2 separate regions of the Ovis aries genome follow, and region 2 is linked to region 1. A link is a contact called in public Hi-C data. All regions are on one chromosome and are shown on one strand. The core of a region is the stretch at or near the end of the contact, and the rest is flanking DNA. Distances in the headings are between cores, read along the strand shown. Region 1 overlaps MYO16 (myosin XVI). Region 2 holds the start of IRS2 (insulin receptor substrate 2).

Region 1 (6,561 bases), core at 1,644-4,143:
TTCTCCTAGGAGCCCCCAGTGGGAGTTTAATTTGAAATCTAGTCTAGAGACCACCCCCTCCCACACACAGTGGCTGCTTGCTTTAATGGGTTGATGGTATGAAAAACGTGGACTGCTTATGAAAGATAATCCACTTCTGAAAAGACTGACTTTTTTCCCCCAGAATTCGAGGTTCAAAAGATCTCCTCCCCCTGGATGGCACACCGGCGAACAGTCCAACTGGGATGAGTCCTCTGCGTCCTCCGGCTGTCTCAGAAATGATGAACTATTTATACGCGCTCCCTATCTCCGGTCTGACGGCATGCTGGCGGCTGCAGAGTCACAGCCAAGCCGTGAAGGAAATTTCCCAGGAGAATTTCACACTATTCGCAGGGTAACTTTGTGATCAGGTTGATCTAAATATTTAATTGTCACAACTCCCTGCTTGGTTTGACGCCTGGGTTTCAGAGAAGAATGAAGCAGCCACGTTCAGAGGAAGTAGCAATTTCAGGAGGCCTTTAAGATTCTTCCAACAAATATTTACTGAGGGCTCTGAGTATGGGGCTGACGCTAGTTTTTTGTTGTTGTTTGTTGATTTTTTTTTCAGCCGTGCTTCTAATTTTGCCATTACAGTATCTATATCTCTATATAGATATGTCTGAATATCTGTATCTGTAGCTATATCTGTTTCTATAGTCACATAATCTAGGAAATAAACAGTTGCTGTAGAGACAGATGAAGTGGGCTTTTTTGGGCTGTGAAGTTGGCTTTTTTGGGCCGTGTGCCTTTCTCCTGGGCTTCCCGGGAATCCTGCCAATGCAGGATACACAAGAGACAGGGGTTCAGTTCCTCACTCGGGAAGATCACTTAGAGGAGGGCATGGCAACCCACTCCAGTATGCTTGCTTGGAGAATTCCAGGGACAGAAGAGTCTGGTGGGCTTCAGTCCGTGGGGTTGCAGAGAGTCGGACACGACTGAGCATGCATGCAAGCCTTTCTCCTGCCCTGGGTCGTGCTGTCTGTTGCGAATCACCCTTGACCATCCAAGCAGCCCTCAGCATGGCCCCTGGGACAGGAGGAGAGGTCCCTGCAGCTTTACCGTGCGGCCAGTCCTGAGCAGGCATCCGAGATGCCGCACTCCCAGGACCGACACTTAGGCCCTGCAGAGTCGAGCACTTCCTCAAGGCAAGATGCTGGCTGAGTGTCTTGCAAGTGAAAGCAACTGCTGTGAGTGACTGCTCACCTGTAATTCAGAGCTGTTCCCAAGCAGAACCTTCCAGAGGCAGAGACAGAGCAGACAGAAAGCCAGGAAACAGTCCTTCTAAACCAGAGGGATTATTCTGGCTTCACCTGGGTGCTGTGGGCCCCTGACATTGCGGAGGGCAGCTTGTGGGACAAGAGGGTGGAAAGGGCCTCCATCGAGATGCTTACATTGAAGGAGCACTGTCATCGTTTGTCGTGTCTGACTCTTTGCGACCCTACGGACTGCAGCCCAACAGGCTCCTCTCTCCATAGGATTCTCCAGGCAAGAATCCTGGAGTGGGTAGCCATTCCCTTCTCCAGGGGAACCTTCCTGACCCAGGGGTGGAACCTGGGTCTCTTGCACGGGCAGGCAGATTCTTCCCCACTGAGCCACCAGGGAAGCCTTTCAAGGCTCGTGGCCACATGCTAACAGGACCAGGTACCCTGAACTCGTGTTTGGAGACAGGGCTGCCCGCACACGGCCTCCTCTGGCCGCCCCACCTGCTCCCCTCCTTCTGCACCCACCTGGAGAACTCCCAGCCCCCCACCTCCTGCCCCCATCATCACCCATCACGCATCCTGCTCACAGGTCAGCCCTGGCGGGAGGCTCTCCAAGACATAACCGCAGCAACAAGCTCCTGCTCTGGGGCCACCAGCTGTGCCCCCGCCCCATGCCCTGCTCATGAACGCTCCGTGATGAAGTCTGGTCAACCTCTCCCCAAAGAAGGCCCAAGCACACCGCTGGAGTTCACAGGCCACTCAGGGCTCAGTCACAGACCCATGGGGGCGTCTATGACCCCCAGGTAGAGCCTCACTTTGAAATGGGGCGGACCCATCTGCCGCCCGCCCTGTCTGGAGACAGCAGGGCACCCAGAGCTCTCTCTCCTCTCTGGATTCCCGGGGGCAAGCCCTGGGCTTGCATCAAGCTAATGCCTGGTGGATGACTACAAGGGAGTTAGCTCTGCAAGTTAATGCAAGTCCTGGGTACAGGGCCCTGGTTGCACAATTTCCCTGAGTGAAAGAGTTCTTGGGCATTGAGAGAGAGGAGGTGCTGTAAACAGGGAGAAAAATGTCACAGCATTCACAACAAATATTAGGCACTTTAAAAAAAATGTCCAATTAACACGGAAGGCAAAGAGCTCTGTGCTCTTAAAGTAGATATGTCTGACTATGGATCAGTGTATTCCATTTGAAAGCTCATTTGCAAGAAGAGACAGACTAAGGATTATTTCAACTGGGCATCCGGGGAATGAGAAGCACTGCAGCGTCCAGTTGCAAGGCCCAAACACAGAGACGCCTGTACTGCGGCAGGGCCAGGAGCTGCTCAGAACATCCTTTGCTCACACAGGGACCCACGCGTGCGTCAAAGCTCGGGTTCACTGACCCGGCCAGGGCAGCCACATTCTACAGCTCATCCTCTCCATCTATCCACCCAGCGACGAGCGAAGGACTTGCTTCGCTGGGGATGCTAGGCTTGCCTTCCCCAAGGACTTCGTTTGGAAAAACGGGGGAAACTTGGGGCTGATTTAAAATGGTTCCATAAGGCAGAGGGATGCTTTCCTTTCACGGGAGGGCGTCCAGAGTGCCCTGGACTACACATCAGTAAAGTATGTGCTTGCTCCGTCCACGCCCTTTCTAACATTCATGAAGCCTCAGGCCACCACCCCCCACAAATAAATCACCACGCAGAGAAAGCAAAGCAGCTGGAGAGTGAGAGAGATTAACAGCTCAGCACAGCATACACAGCCAGAAAAGCCTGCATGTAGGCAAGACGCCTCGGGGATGCCGAGCCCTACCTCCCATCATGGGATGCAGAGACCTGCACAGGAGGACGGATGTCTTAGCTGCCATCTCATCAGAAGGCGCCAGAGACGAAACAGGAGACAAGTGTCGAGACGTCTGCCGCAAACACTAGCGGAGAACGGCAGTTTACCAACGCTGCCCTTGAGCACAGGTCACAGGTTTCCGCCTGTACTTCTGTGATATTTCAGTGATTTTAAAGCATCTTCTTGTTAGCAAACAACGCATAATTGCGCTTAATTTGGCAGAGAAGCTTCAAAATCTCACTCAGTACCGATTGAGGAGGCTACGGGGGCTTCCCTGGTGGCTCAGTGGTAAAGAATCCGCCTGCCGATGGAGGAGACAGGGGGTCGATCTCTGGTGCGGGAAGATCCCCACACACTCCTTGGGTAACTAAGTCCACGCCGCAACTGCAGAGCCTGTGCTCCAGAGTCCGGAAGCTGCAGTGACCGAGCCCACACACCGCAACTACTGAAGCCCGTGTTCCATAACAGGAGAAACCACCACAGCTAGAGTGTGGTCCCCGCTGGCCCCAACTAGAGAAAGCGCGCACAGCCACAGAGACCCAGCCCAGCCCCAAACAAATCGAAACGATTGCTTTGAAAAGATGCAGTTGTAATACATACTTGAGAGACTGATCTTTCACGCTTAGCTCTGTTTGGACATGACATTTAGAAATTCACACCTTGAGGCTGTCACTGTAGAAAAGTTATCTGCACAGCTGTCCACATGGTGGTGGTGAGGGGGTGCGGCGCTGTGCTCACAGACCCTGTGGAAGTTCTCGAAGACCAGTGATTTCTGGTGGAAAGCTGACTCCTGAGAATTACTTCAGCTGCATCATGAAAAAATGATGCTCCAGCATCTTAGGGGCAGCTTCTGTCTTGAGCAGCAAGATGATGTTAGTTAATCAAGTCTCTGATGTTCAAATGGATTGACAGGTCTGTACTTATTAACGTGACTTAAGAATAAAGCTTATATTTTTTTTCTAAAGGACCTCCCTGATGAAATTGATACAAATATTTATCAGTAAATTGCTTTGACATTGGGACCTATTTCCACATAATTGAGTGATGGTGGAGTAAGCTGGAGATGAGCTAAGATTGGTCACAGAGATAGTTCATTAATCTGCTGTACTTTTGTATGTATTTGAAATTTTCCATAAAGCCAACTTTGAAAATAATTGTTTAAAAAATAAATGGTCTTATGGATTCAAGCATTACATTGTAAAAATTTCATTTATATAATGAAAGTGAAAGTATTACTCAGTTGTGCCCAACTCTTTGTGACCCCATGGACTGTGGCCTGCCAGGCTGCTCTCCGTCTGTGGGACTCTTCAGGCAAGAACACTGGAGTGGGTTGCCATTCCCTTCTCCAAGGGATCTTCCCGACCCAGGGATCAAACCTGGGTCGCAGGAGGTTTCTTTTACCATCTGAGCCACCAGAGAAGTCAGAACTCAAAATATCCTTACTTGGAGTATTTATGCAATGAAATAAAATATTTGAAATTAAGAGTAATTTCCATTTGGCTGCAGTGGTTCTGATTTGTAAAAATGCCCCAGGGCCAGATTTATCAAATATATTTATATGTCAAACTGCTCTTTTAAAGGTAGGTTTTCATCAAATGTATTTAATAAACACCTAATACATGCAAAGAAATCTTGCCTCTATATCTCTTTTGCCAATATAATTTTTAACTACCTATTTATATTATGTAAACTAAAGATGCACAGTATCAGAAAGTCACAAAATTATTTTTTTTTACATATTCTGCAAATCAGACACCTCCACTTTCTTCCATAGGTTCCTGAGGCGTACTGCATTTTTGTTAATGCCTGATCATCCTGCTCTTTTTCAATGGACACAGAAAACACGCTCATTTCATTTCACATTCTAGATAAACAACCAGCCACAGATGGAACCGTTTGGAGCAATGGCGCACCCTCGTGGCCCCAAGAAGCAAATGGTATCCCCTCTGCATTTGAACTGGGTCTCAGAATTTTTGAAACTGAGCAACTATAAATAATTAGCACAGTAATATTAATAACCTGGTATCAGAAGAAAAACACCCTGTGAATGAACAGGATAGACAGAAAGGCTCGGACAATTAAACACACAGCTGTCCTTCATTCTAAGGCCCAGGGGCCCCCAGAGCACACTCCGCAGTTGCATGTATCCATGAGCTGTGAAGTACACGTTTGGAATTTTATGAAGCAGTTTTCTCATCCAAACTCTAGGACTCTTACTTGTTGCACCTTGTGTGAGTACATACGGCTTTTTAAAGCCTTATCCTCTATTTTGTTTTATTCCCTGCAGTTCTGGGCCTCACTGTGTAGGTAACTGAGATAGTCACCTCTAGAGCCAGAATCACTGCATTTAAGTCAGGCTGTATCTCTCAGAGTGGGGAGCAAGTTTAATCTCTATGCCTTAGTTTTCCCATCTGTAGAATGGGGACACCACAGCAGACACTGTTCAGTCTTGTGAGAACTAAACAGATTATTAAAACCATGCCTGGAGCATAGTAGCCACGGCTACTACTGCAGCTAAGGCCCCTCCTCCCAAGCTGTCGTCACGGCTGCCAGCTGGACGGTCACATTTTGTCCACACCTGCATTCTGGACTCTTAAGAGCTTCTGCGACTTTGTGTTCCTCCAGTTGAATGTCCAGGAGTCTACAGGAACACGATAGTTATGAAATCCCACATTTAGGTCCACAGAGCAGCAAGGGAGTGTAATGAAACACCACAGGACCTTGTTTCCTGTCCACAGCTCGCCATTCCTTACACGTTAATCAGTGCCAAAACTAGTTTGGAGCAAATCCTCTGAATGCCTTTTCTCAAGTCCAAAGGAAGGAACTGTCAACACTGGACTATCTCAAGAGAGACATCATTTTATCAACAAAGGTCCGTCCAGTCAAAGCTATGGTTTTCCCAGTAGTCATGTACTGATGTGAGAGTTGGACTATAAAGAAAGCTGAGTGCTGAAGAACTGATGCTTTTGAACTGTAGTGTTGGAGAAGATTCTTGAGAGTTCCTTGGATATCAAGGAGATCCAGCCAGTCAATCCTAAAGGAAATCAGTCTGAATATTCCTTGGAAGGACTGATGCTGAAGCTGAAACTCCAATCCTTTGGCCACCTGATGTGAAGAGCTGACTCACTGGAAAAGACCCTGATACTTGAAAAGACTGAAGGCAGGAGGAGAAAGGGACGACAGAGGATAAGCTGGTTGGATGGCATCACTAACTCAATGGACATGAGTTTGAGTAAACTGGGAGCTGGTGATGGACAGGGAGGCCTGGCATGCTGCAGTCCATGGGGTTAAAAAGAGTCAGACACGACTGAGCGACTGAACTGGACTGAGGCGGCTCAGACGGTAAGGAGTCTACCTACATGTGAGAGGCCTGAGTTTGATACCTGGTTCAGGAAGATTCCTTAGAGAAGGGAATGGCAGCCCTCTCCAGTATTCTTGCCTGGAGAATCCCATGGACTGTCGGGCTACAGTTTATGGGATCGCAAAGAGTCGGATACGACTGGACTGAGCGACTA
Region 2 (6,561 bases), core at 1,792-4,291, 400 kb before region 1:
AAATCACAAGGTGTCAAACAAGCTTTAAATAAATAAATAGCTTATTTGGCAATGGAAAGGGAGAAAGACAACCAGTTCCTTCCTTGAGGAAGACTGGGCTGTTTCTAATTACAGAGTTCCTTTCTGCTGGTTTCACGGGCTGACTTCTTAATGAGAAGGGAAATTGTACTCCCACACTTGCAGCTAGAGGTTCTAGGGCTTCAGAATGACAATCAGTTTGCAGTTTTGCTGCAGCTCTGTGATCCTAGAGTATGAGAACACCACTGATAGAGAAGATAAATTCTTCACCCTGGCTTGTCTGTACCTAACCAGGGACCGACTGACTAGTACACGGGGGGTGTCAGCTGCCAGCACAGAACTTCTGACACCATTAGTGGAACGCTGGTATTGAACACCCACTGGAACAGCTTTAAGGAGGGGGGAAAAAAACAAAACCCAAGATGGTCTTGTTGACATCCAAAGGGCACAGCAACTAAATATTCAATGAGTATTTGAAAACTTATTTTGTTTGAAAAGCCAAAATCAAGCGGAAAAATCCTTTCTTTGAATAAATTATTATGGCATGATGCTAGAAAGAGGTTACCCCACAATCACCCTCTGCTTGCTAGGGTTACTGAACATTTAGGCAGGTCGGTTTACTGGAAATGATCACACAGACAACGAAATTGGGCCACACGGTCTTGAAGCTCCCAGATGAGAAGCCCCATCAACTGTCCTTGCTGGGTGGACAACTTGCTAGGCAACATCGGTTACCATAAAAAGAACAGCAAGATCTAAAAGTAATAGAACACACACAATCATACACACACACAAATATGTCCATACACACCCATGCCCACACAGAAACGCGCAGGCATACACACACACACACACACACACACACACACACTCCACCACTCCTAGAAGTATTATTTTGTAAGGCATGGTTTGTTTAAAATGAAGGATAGACTTTGAACACACCTCTTTGGGGCAAATTCTGATGATTTTTGTGTCATTGATCCGTCTTCTGTTTATGTTATTCATCAGTAACCATAATTTATATAATTTATAATTTATATAGCAACTAACAAAACTACTACGATCTTTCGGTAAGTAGGGATCTCTCGGCCCTTAATATTAACTAGCACAATTTTCAGGTCACTTTCTTACAAACATGTTAAAACAGTTATCAGTCTTTCAAAAATTACAATCTTAAATTATTTTTCTTCAATGTAAGACTTCCATGACATTGGAAACGAAGACTTTTGTAAGGTATAGATGGCATTCAAAGGCAAACTTCCAGGAGTTAAAAAAAATTTTTTTGTTTCAAATCATTTCATGAAGACGCAATTAAAAACAAACCAAAAAACCCGACCAAGGCTTGTGTCTATAGCCTTTTTCGTTTCCGCAGGATTCGTAGCCTGCTCGGATCTGAACTCGGGCACTCCCACCCTCAACAGCAGCCCTCACAGTCATTTAGGAGACGCGTTATATGGTGGGTCCTAATTTGTAATCGACTTTGAAAGTCACAGACGCCACGTAGATGGAAATATCTGAAGCATCCAAGGGGATCTTTCACGCAGCACCCGCTGCGGGCGCGTAGGTCCGGAGACGCCCACTCCCGCGCCTCGGCGCGCGGGGCCGGGGGTCGGCGGGGTGCTGGCCGGCCGCGGGGACCCGGCTCGGCTCGCCGGAGCCCGCCCTCTTCCCGGCACGATGGATACTGCAGTCTTCTCCGCCTGCTCGCCCTCCCCTTTCTCCTGTTACATCTAAACAGACGATTTCAACTTCCCGAGAACATGCAAGTGAATGGCGCTGATGACGCCCCGGAAAGGGCCCACGATCGGGTGCGGGGGAAGGGCAGCCCTGAGCGGCGGGACCCCGGGAGCGCCTGGGGCCCGCGCGGCCCGGGGCTGGGGGCGCCCCCATCCGCGCCCCTTGCCGACCACGGCTCCCCTTCCAGGAAGGGGCTAGAAGCTGCTATCGATCCTGAGCTCACCGGTGACTAATGGGATGCTTGTAAACAAGCCGCGGGCCGGGCACCAAGGGAACCACCCTGGCGCGAACCCGCAGAGGCGGGGGTGGTGGTGGTGGGGACGCGCGCCCACCCCCAGCCCGGGCGCCGGATCCGCGCGCCGAAGTGTGTGCTGCGGGCGGAGGGAATTTCGAGGGGGGCAGCCGAGTTCACTGCCTCCTCCAGGCCCCAGCCAGTGCGGCGGCGGCGAGGCGGTGCGGGGCCCGGGGGTTGGGGGGGTGCCACCGCCCCCTCCCAAGCCCCGAGCCTGGGCTGGCGGTCTTGCCCCTTGATCTCGGTCGGCCCCCGCCCCCTGCAGCGCCCCCTCCCCGGCGGAAGCTCCGAGCCCAATTAATTGAGTCAAAGGCGGGAGGGCCGGGCCCTGCGCGCGGCGGCCGGCGCCCGCCCCTCCCGCGCGCCCCTTTTCCCGCCCTGGGTGGCATCTCCTCCGCGGGCCTCCGCAACGAGCCTCTGATTAATGAGGCCCGGCCGCCCCCGCCCCGCCGCGCCCCGCCCCGCCCCGGCCCGGGCCCCCCGCGGGAGGGGGCGGGGGAGGGGACGGCGGGAAACGCGGCCCCGGGAGAAAGGGGGGCGGGGTGGGGACGCGCGGCCCGCCCTCCCCGCGGCCCGCGCCCATTGGCCGCGCGCGCCGTCCGTCGGGGGGCGCGGCGCCAATGCGGGCGGCGGGGCGGGGCGGCCGCGCCGTGTGTGCCTGCGTAACGGCGAGTCACATGTTGTTTTGCTCTTCTTAGTTCAGTCACTCGGTGCGCGATGTGTTACTCACTGTGCGGCGGGGACCGCGACGAGCCCGGGTCGCCGTTGGCAGCGGCAGTAGCAGCGGCGGCAGCGGCAGCGGCAGCCCCGGCGGCGGCGGCGCGGACCCCGAGTCCCCGGGCACACCCCGGCACCCCGGAGCGCAGCGCGGCGGCGGGACCCATTCGGCCGCGCGCGCCGTAGGCTCGGCCCCGCGGCTCGGGGACCCCGACTCTCGGCCCAGCCAGCGAGTCCCCCAGGCGCCGCCCGAGAGCCCGGGAGGCAGCGGCCGCGGGCAAGCCGGGCCGCGGGGAAGGAGGGGGGGCGGCAGCCACCGCCCGCGCCGGGCACCTTCTGGGGCCCCGGATCGCGGAGGGCGCTGCGCCACCGCACGGGTGCCTGCCCCCGCGGGGCCTCCCGTGCCCAACCTTCCCCACCTCCTGGGCCCGAGGGACGCGGGCTCCGGCGCGCGAGCAGGGGGTGGTGGGGAGCCGCCCGCGCCCCCCTGCACTCCGCCCCCCCCCCGACCCCCAGCCCCGCCCCCGGCCCCTCCAAGCCGGGCCGGGCCGCGCGGCCTGAAGCGCCCGCGATGGCGAGCCCGCCGGAGCACGGGCCCCCCGGGCCGGCGGGCGGGGACGGCCCCAACCTCAACAACAACAACAACAACAACAACCACAGCGTGCGCAAGTGCGGCTACCTGCGCAAGCAGAAGCACGGCCACAAGCGCTTCTTCGTGCTGCGCGGGCCCGGCGCGGGCGGCGACGAGGCGGGCGGGGGCCCGGCGCCGCAGCCGCCGCGGCTCGAGTACTACGAGAGCGAGAAGAAGTGGCGGAGCAAGGCGGGCGCCCCGAAGCGGGTCATCGCGCTCGACTGCTGCCTGAACATCAACAAGCGCGCCGACGCCAAGCACAAGTACCTGATCGCCCTCTACACCAAGGACGAGTACTTCGCCGTGGCAGCCGAGAACGAGCAGGAGCAGGAGGGCTGGTACCGCGCGCTCACCGACCTGGTCAGCGAGGGCCGCGCGGGCGCCGGCGACGCGCCCCCCGCCGCCGCCGCCACCTCCGGGTCCTGCAGCGCCTCCCTGCCCGGCGCCCTGGGCGGCTCGGCGGGCGCCGCCGCGGCCGATGACAGCTACGGGCTGGTGGCGCCCGCCACGGCCGCCTACCGCGAGGTGTGGCAGGTAAACCTGAAGCCCAAGGGCCTGGGCCAGAGCAAGAACCTGACGGGCGTGTACCGCCTGTGCCTGTCGGCGCGCACCATCGGCTTCGTGAAGCTGAACTGCGAGCAGCCGTCGGTGACGCTGCAGCTCATGAGCATCCGCCGCTGCGGCCACTCGGACAGCTTCTTCTTCATCGAGGTGGGCCGCTCGGCCGTGACGGGCCCCGGCGAGCTGTGGATGCAGGCGGACGACTCGGTGGTGGCGCAGAACATCCACGAGACCATCCTGGAGGCCATGAAGGCGCTCAAGGAGCTCTTCGAGTTCCGGCCGCGCAGCAAGAGCCAGTCGTCCGGCTCGTCGGCCACGCACCCCATCAGCGTGCCCGGTGCGCGCCGCCACCACCACTTGGTCAACCTGCCCCCGAGCCAGACGGGGCTGGTGCGCCGCTCGCGCACCGACAGCCTGGCCGCCACCCCGCCCGCCGCCAAGTGCAGCGCGTGCCGGGTGCGCACAGCCAGCGAGGGCGACGGCGGCGCCGCGGCGGGGGCGGCGGCGGGGGCCGGGGCGGCGGCGGGCAGCCCCCTGAGCCCGGGCCCGGTGCGCGCGCCCCTGAGCCGCTCGCACACGCTGAGCGGCGGCCGCGCGGGCAAGGCGGCGCTGGCGCCGGCAGGGGGCGGCCTGCAGCACAGCCGCTCCATGTCCATGCCCGTGGCGCACTCGCCCCCGGCGGCTACCAGCCCCGGCAGCCTGTCGTCCAGCAGCGGGCACGGCTCGGGCTCCTACCCGCCGCCCCCCGGCCCGCACCCGCACCTGCAGCACCCCCTGCACCCCCAGCGCCCCTCCAGCGGCAGCGCCTCGGCCTCGGGCTCCCCCAGCGACCCCGGCTTCATGTCCTTGGACGAGTATGGCTCCAGCCCCGGGGACCTGAGGGTCTACTGCGGCCACCGGAGCAACACGCCCGAGTCCATCGCTGAGACGCCCCCGGCGCGGGACGGCAGCGCGGGCGAGCTGTACGGCTACATGACCATGGAGCGGCCGCTGAGCCACTGCGGCGGCCGCGCCTACCGCAGGGTCTCCGGGGACGGCGCCCCAGACTTGGACCGAGGGCTGAGAAAGCGGACTTACTCGCTGACCACGCCTGCCCGGCAGCGGCCCGCGCCCCAGCCGTCCTCCGCGTCCCTGGATGAGTACACCTTGATGCGGGCCACCTTCTCGGGCAGTTCCGGCCGCCTGTGCCCATCCTGCCCCGCGTCTTCTCCCAAAGTGGCCTACCACCCGTACCCTGAGGACTACGGCGACATCGAGATCGGCTCGCACCGCAGCTCCAGCAGCAACCTGGGCACGGACGACGGCTACGTGCCCATGACCCCCGGCGTGGCCCCCCTGCGGACGGGCGGCGGGAGCTGCAGGGGCGACGACTACATGCCCATGAGCCCCACCAGCGTGTCGGCCCCGAAGCAGATCTTGCAGCCGCGGCCCGCACCCGCCGCCTTGCCCCCTGCGGGGGCCGCGGGGCCCACGCCCGCGTCGGCGGCCGGCAGAGCTTTCCCGGGCACTGCGGGCGGCTACAAGACCGGCTCCCCGGCCGAGAGCTCCCCCGAGGACAGCGGGTACATGCGCATGTGGTGTGGTTCCAAGCTGTCCATGGAGAGCGCCGACGGCAAGCTGCTGCCCAACGGGGACTACCTCAACATGTCCCCCAGCGACGCGGGCACCACGGGCACCCCGCCCGACTTCTTCTCGGCCGCGGGGGAGACGCTGCGGGGCATGCCCGGCTACTGCTACAGCTCTCTGCCCCGCTCCTACAAGGCCCCCCACGCCTGCCACGGCGACAGCGACCAGTACGTGCTCATGAGCTCGCCTGTGGGCCGGGTCCTGGAGGAGGAGCAGCTGGAGCCGGCCCCCGGCCCCGCGCAGCCGGCCAGTGCCTTCCCGGCCGCGGCGGCTGGCAGCGGCCACCCCCAGCCACCTCATCCCGCCGTGCCTTCTCCCGGGAGGCTCGGCGGTGGCGGAGGCAGCCGCCCCGACGGCTTCCTGGCCCAGCGCTGCCGGGCAGTGAGGCCCACGCGCCTGTCCCTGGAGGGGCTGCCGGCCCTGCCCCGCATGCACGAGTACCCGCTGCCCCCCGAGCCCAGGAGTCCAGGCGAGTACATTAACATCGACTTCGGGGAGGCCGGCGCGCGCCTGTCGCCGCCCGCGCCCCCACTCCTGGCCTCGGCCGCCTCGTCGTCCTCGCTGTTGTCCGCCAGCAGCCCGGCCTCGTCCCTGGGCTCCGGCACCCCGGGCACGAGCGGGGACAGCCGGCAGCGCTCCCCGCTCTCCGACTACATGAACCTCGACTTCAGCTCGCCTAAGTCGCCGCAGCCGGGCGCCCAGGGCCGCGACCCCGTAGGCTCCTTGGACGCCCTGTTGTCCCCCGAGGCCTCCGTGTACCCGCCACTGCCCCCGCGCCCGGCCGCCCCCTCCTCGGCCCTGCAGCCGCCGCCGCCGCCGCCCCCGCCAGGCGAGCTGTACCGCCTGCCTGCGGCACCCGCCTCCAAGGGCCCGGGCGCGGCCTCCTCGTCCTCGGACACGGGGGACAATGGTGACTACACCGAGATGGCCTTTGGCGTGGCCGCCACCCCGCCACAACCAATTGTGGCGCCCCCAAAGC

What was found. A called contact is a pair of places that touch in the nucleus more often than the background predicts.
Region 2: a Hi-C map of hypothalamus shows a contact between it and region 1, with 6 times the contacts expected there. The contact joins the promoter of IRS2 here to the enhancer-like site in region 1. A contact is called at or near these places in 8 of 16 Hi-C or Micro-C datasets (hypothalamus, liver, mixed tissues and 4 more).

Annotation. Positions count from the first base shown.
Region 1 is chr10:83,630,518-83,637,078 of ARS-UI_Ramb_v3.0, reverse strand. The region is part of intron 32 of MYO16 (myosin XVI); the gene reads right to left. Among named protein-coding and RNA genes, the nearest start is that of TRNAY-GUA, 8.3 kb to the right of the region's middle. Within about 2 kb of position 2,893, at least 9 of the 54 cell types and tissues checked have an H3K27ac peak or open chromatin away from gene starts, as enhancers often do. A contact at or near this core is called in hypothalamus, where this site is marked.
Region 2 is chr10:84,030,702-84,037,262 of ARS-UI_Ramb_v3.0, reverse strand. IRS2 (insulin receptor substrate 2) reads left to right here and starts at 3,041. Exons shown (of 2, transcript XM_027973785.3): 1 at 3,041-6,561. The coding sequence starts at 3,336.